2 separate regions of the Pan troglodytes genome follow, and region 1 is linked to region 2. Evidence: chromatin contacts called from public Hi-C data. All regions are on one chromosome and are shown on one strand. The core of a region is the stretch at or near the end of the contact, and the rest is flanking DNA. Distances in the headings are between cores, read along the strand shown.

Region 1 (2,700 bases), core at 149-2,648, 93 kb before region 2:
TGATACATAGCAAGTAGGTCTGCTTTGCTTTTCTATGACGACACCCACTCTGAACTCTGTGTGTGTGTGTGTGAATATGTATATATACATATGAAATATATATTTATATGTACTTATGACCATATCAGTCTATTCTATTGGATTATAAGCTACTATTCTGTGGGGGTGATTATGATCTAATCATTATTTTTCTCCAAAGCACTCAGAGGGCTAAGCAAATAGTTGGGCTTTAATAAGTGTTGAATGTGTGGGGTTTGTGCTCTTAAACCTAATCCAGTCTTTTTAGTGATGGACTTTTGATTAATTAGGCTGTGTCTGTAGGCTAGGGTATACCTCTTCTGTGACCAAAACAGTTCTGTCCAAGCAAATGCCCTTGTTAGGATAATATGCCAGCATGGCTTGTGAGTCATTCATTCATTCTGCTATGGCAGTTCGATATTTTGTAGGGCTTGGTGTTTAATATGATAGTTTGGGGAGCTTTCTTTAAAAATATATAAAATTGCAGAAAGCATGTAAACACATTGGTAGGGCTCTTCCTGGGACCTGGAGGAGGCTTGTGAAAGTGAGGGGCCCTAAAGCTTGAGCTTCTTCGGTTTAACAGTAAATCATCTCCACATTTAAAGATTTATGGAACATTCACTACAGGTAGTATTAGGAGTTACGAAGGATATGGGGGTTTCTAAAAGGGAAAAGATGGATACGAGTTTTAGTAATACAGTCATCCTAAGTAGCCTCAGGACAAAACCCCTTGTATTTTTTTCATTCAAATATTTGTGGAATACCTACTATGTGCCAGGCATTATGCTAAGCCCTGGAACATAGCTGTGAAAACACTAGTCTCTGCCCCATGGAGCTCATATTCAAGTGTCACCTGCACTGTGACTTGTAGAACTACGTAGGTTGCAATGAAAAGAGCCACAGTGTTGATCTTTCACTTTGGTGCCTGGTTTCTCTTTTTAACCCCTCTGCCCTTCTCGTTTTCAGACCTGTTCTGGGAGTGAGTGCCACATGGTTAAATCGGTGCTGAGAGAACCTTAGCCATCCCAAGCACTGATGAAAGAATCATTGTTACCAGGGGGAGTGGGTTTGCTGACCTGTAACCACTCAAACCTTTCCCTGCCCTGACTGGTATGAAATATTGATAAGGAGCCATTGTTTCTTCACCAAAGATAGGCTCTGTTTTGGGGCTTTCAGCTCAGCATGGTAGGGCAAACCTGAATGAGCAATTTGTTCTGAATCCAGAGCTGTAGGTAGGGGTGTTTCTTTATGTCCTGGTTCTAGAGGGGCAGCCAACCCCATGGTCTCAAAGAACGGAAGAATTGGATTCTAGAGACGTGAAGTGCTTGCCTGGTTGATTACCTCTAGCCACTGCTCCCCTTGGCCACAGTGGGGCAGTGACTCAGAGCTGGAACTGTGTTCCTGCCTGGTTGCCAGATGTTGTGTGGGGGGTGGAGAGGAAGGAGAATGAATGAGCAGGAGCAAGTGGCTGCTGGATTTGTAACACCTTGGGAGGCAGCTGCTCAAGAACCGAAATTGAGAGACAGCAGGCAGGCTGGGAGTCTCCCTCCCTGTCTGACCTGAACCTAAGATTTAATAAGGTGGTGCAGCTGGGGAAGACACTATCCGAACGTGGAGCCCAAAGGGAGGGTGAGTGTGTCCCCTGCCTTTTCCGGTAAGAACAAGAAAGCAGGTTAGTCCTGTACTGGTTTCATAGGGATTCAGTTTGCTGTGGTATATTCTGATTCATGAAAGTCAAGTAATGACTGAGAGAAAGGGAGTTTTTGATGGTTGGGAGCACCTATAGTTAAATAAAAACAACCACCATCCAATGTAATTGGGCGTAAATAAGACATAAGTATCATTAACTACACCTCCCTGATGTTATTACAGAGTAATTTTGTTGGCAGGTGAGGTTGGGGAGGACAACTGGTCTGCCTCTGTCTCTGTGTTTGCAGTTGTGTGTAGTGTTGTTACATTTCAGTCTGTAGCTCTGTGGATGACAGTTTGAGATGAACTGCAGCATCTTAAAATGCTACAGCTGGAGGGAACATCCTGGAAACATCTCCTGCTCCAGCCTTCTCATTTTACAGTTGGGGAAACTGACTTATTTAAGTGTACTAAATGGAAGCATAAAACTGGGTGTTCTAAGATTAAAAATGTTTCACAGGACAGGTTTGAAAACTTCTATAGAATGCGGCTTTTCTCGGGCCGCAGTTTCTGAACCTGTCGGGGATGGAAGTGTGGCTGGTGGAAGGTGCCTCTTGATCTTAAACCACTTTGCCTGCCAGGTGAGTTCTTTAAATAGAAATTTAAACAGGAGGCTGGGTGCTGTGCCTTAACTCAAAGGGAAGAAAAGAAAGCGTGTTCTTGAGCCTCTGTCCTAGAGCAGGCTGAACATGCTGGAGTCTGCAATGTGGAAAAAGGCAAAACAACTCTATTGGAGTGCAGTTTTAGAGCTAGCAGAAGATAAATATAGCAGGCACTGAAGGTTGAAGTGTCTACTGTGGGCTGGGATGTTATCAGTGTTCTTTATAACAACAATGCAGAGTCGGAATTAATCTTTTCTTTACAGATAAACTCAGAAAAGCCACTAACTCGCTCAAGGTCATGCACTACCAGTGTGTGGCAGAGCTAGGATTTGAATTCCAGTTTGTGTGGCTCTGATCTGCCTGGGCTTCCTGCAGGCCTGTGTGGCCTTTC
Region 2 (2,765 bases), core at 163-2,662:
AGAAATAAGGGTGGGTCATTGACTGGGTGCTCTTGGTCCTCCTGCAAGAATGTGTGATGAGGGAGAAGCAGGGACCCATCCACCCCAGCACAAACATGCTTGCACTTCTCTTTCCTCACTAAGGGCTCTCAGGGTCCACGTCAAGGCTCCAGCAGTCGTCCACCATTGCTCCCTACGTCACACTCCGGAGGGGTCTCAATGCCGAAAGCAGCAAGGCGACCTTCCCTGTGAGTGGCCTTGAGCTGTCGAGGACCTCCCTGCTCCTTCACATGGGGAGAGAGGGTCTCCCAGGAGGACAGTAACTGGCCATCCCTTCAGCCCTGGGGATGGCCTCTGGGGTGGCCTCAGCCCCTCCTGAGCTCCCTGTCACCCACTGTCCACCAAGGAGGGCATCCTGCCTTTCTCTCTGGCCTGTCAGGGTGGCAGGAGGGAGCTCAAGAAGCCTGCACCCTGGGTTCTGGCCTCACTGGACAGGCCTGAGCCTAAGTGTCTGCATCTGCAGAATGGGTGCTACTCAGAAAGCTCCTGAGGGTTGGGGGCATCGTGTTGCTTAGAGGAGATAGTTCTCTAAGGCCAAGAGGAGCCCAACTAGAGTGTGCATGTGTGTGAGAGAGAGACAACGGGAATGCAGCCAGCAGGGTGGCCGTCCTCTGCGTGCCCAGCCCAGCTGTTCTGTGTCTCTCTTGCCTGCCTCCTCTTCCTCAGAGACCTAAGAGTGCCTTGGAGCGCCTGTACTCAGGGGATCACCAGCGAGGCAAGATGAGTGCAGAGGAGCAGCTGGAGCGCATGAAGCGACACCAGAAGGCCCTGGTCCGAGAGCGCAAGAGGACACTGGGCCAAGGGGAGAGGACGGGCCTGCCCTCATCTCGCTACCTCAGCCGGCCGCTCCCTGGAGATCTTGGCTCAGTATGTTAGGAGGGGCCAGGCAGCGGGGCAGGGACAGGGAGCCGAGTGCCCCTCAGAGTCCCCCAAACACAAGCACATCACACCTCCCAGTGAGAGAGCTGTCCATTGACCTACATGGTTCAGAGAACACCCCACGGGGCTGTTTGTCCACGACCCAGGCTGGACAAATGCCTGGTCAGAGGGTGACCTGAACCAGAGCTGGAGTGAGGATCAAACAGGCCCAGGAGCCTGAGGAAATACCCAGTCAGTCCTCCCAGCCGCGATGGAGAGGGGCCTTTGCAGGCGTTCGGAATCTCGGCTGAATTCAGGACCTGGGAATACAGGGTTCAGAGAGGAGAGGAGGAAGATGGTGACATGATTTGGTTAGAAGCACAAGCAAACTGATCAGCCTCCCAGACCTGCCAGCAGATGCTGTGTGAGGGTGATGGAGCACGGGGTCACACCCCTGCCCCAAGGGCCACTGGTCTCCCTGGGCTTGCAGTGCAGAGGCCTCAGGGTGTCTGGGATTGCTGGGGAGGCCTGTGCTGCCCCCTGGTGGCGCTTCCTGGCGCTGCGCCCTGTCCACAGTCACCTTAGGTCCCTTTGGAAACATTCCATTTGACTTTTCCCTGTTGTTTGAAATCCCATGTTTCCCTAAACCTCTAGCCTGATTGTTCTTTCCCTAATTCATTGCACAAGCTCCTTTGCTTTTAGTGTTACCGCTCATTGCCTCTCTAATCCTGCCTGATTGTGTTTACAGAAGCTTCTGATTTGCATTGAACATGCTCTAACTGGCCTGTGCTACTTATTACCGGGCTTGTAATAGCGGTTCTTGTCTCCATAGCCTGTTGAGTGTTCCCAGATGTGACTCACCTTTCTGCTGCCCTCTTCATGCAGGCCTACTGACTCATAATTCACTTGTCCCAAAAGCCACCCCACAAGCCTGAGCCAACCTGCTGCCTGACGCCACAGTCATTGGCAGAGGTCTGGGCATTATTAATTTATAAAAATCCATGCTTTACACCTGGACAGTAGACAGGGACTTAAGAGATTGCACGTTTGAATACATTCTCCCAAGACTGAGGTTGTTCGGTTTTAATTCCTATAGTCCAATCACACAATTTCTTATGGAAAACCTTTTGTGTTTCTGGTATTTAATAACTTGAAGGGATAGCAAAATATACTGTATATTCAGAGGGCCTCTCTGCAGCTGCTAGCTCAGACACCAAAGGGGTAAGGCCCAGGACATTCATATCTTTAAAAGCTGCAAACCTGGTAACCTTTAAACTTTTAAAACAAATGTCATATGGGGTAACACTGACCTTTTATAATTTGATGTCTCAAATGTAGAGATTATCTAAAAATCGTAACTTGAATACCTTGTAATTTTTCTCTTAAAAAAGAAGACTTGTGTAAGTCTCTGCATCAACGCCAATAAACATGTTGCTTAATAATAATGGATTGGCGTGGTTCTTCCCCAGGATACCTTATAGAGTCTAGTGAACTTTTCCTGTTTGTGGAAACAATCAGGCTGGGTTTAAATGAGGACTTGTCTCTATTTGGAGCATTTGTGAGCCTGTAAGGAAATGAATGTTTTCTTTGTGAATCATTAAATTGATTTTTTCATCTTTGGAACTTCAATTGCCTAATCCTTTCCAACAATAGTTGGAAACCATCACCTAAGAGTGATTACATTGATTTGGAGTCATTATTGAGAGCTTGTGCATGAATGGGTGAAATGTGCGAATATGGCTCTGGGTTTGGGGTTCTGGAGGGACTTGAGGCATCAAAGACAATCAGGACCATTTGGGGCTTTGAGGTGGATGGATGGGAGAGAGAAGATGGCCTGGGATAGATAAGCATCTGCTTTGGTTTTGCTC

Evidence for each region. Hi-C and Micro-C count contacts between places; a contact is called where the count stands out from the background.
Region 1: a Hi-C map of induced pluripotent stem cells shows a contact between it and region 2, with 1.8 times the contacts expected there. The contact joins two enhancer-like sites. A contact is called at or near these places in 2 of 7 Hi-C or Micro-C datasets (induced pluripotent stem cells and stem cell-derived neural progenitor cells).

Annotation. Positions count from the first base shown.
Region 1 is chr9:20,969,454-20,972,153 of NHGRI_mPanTro3-v2.0_pri, reverse strand. The region is part of intron 3 of PLEKHA7 (pleckstrin homology domain containing A7); the gene reads left to right. Among named protein-coding and RNA genes, the nearest start is that of PLEKHA7, 140 kb to the left of the region's middle. Within about 2 kb of position 1,398, at least 1 of the 24 cell types and tissues checked has an H3K27ac peak or open chromatin away from gene starts, as enhancers often do. A contact at or near this core is called in induced pluripotent stem cells, where this site is marked.
Region 2 is chr9:20,876,473-20,879,237 of NHGRI_mPanTro3-v2.0_pri, reverse strand. It overlaps PLEKHA7 (pleckstrin homology domain containing A7), which reads left to right. Exons shown (of 30, transcript XM_016920488.4): 24 at 124-227; 25 at 706-906. Among named protein-coding and RNA genes, the nearest start is that of SOX6, 50 kb to the right of the region's middle. Within about 2 kb of position 1,412, at least 3 of the 24 cell types and tissues checked have an H3K27ac peak or open chromatin away from gene starts, as enhancers often do. A contact at or near this core is called in induced pluripotent stem cells, where this site is marked.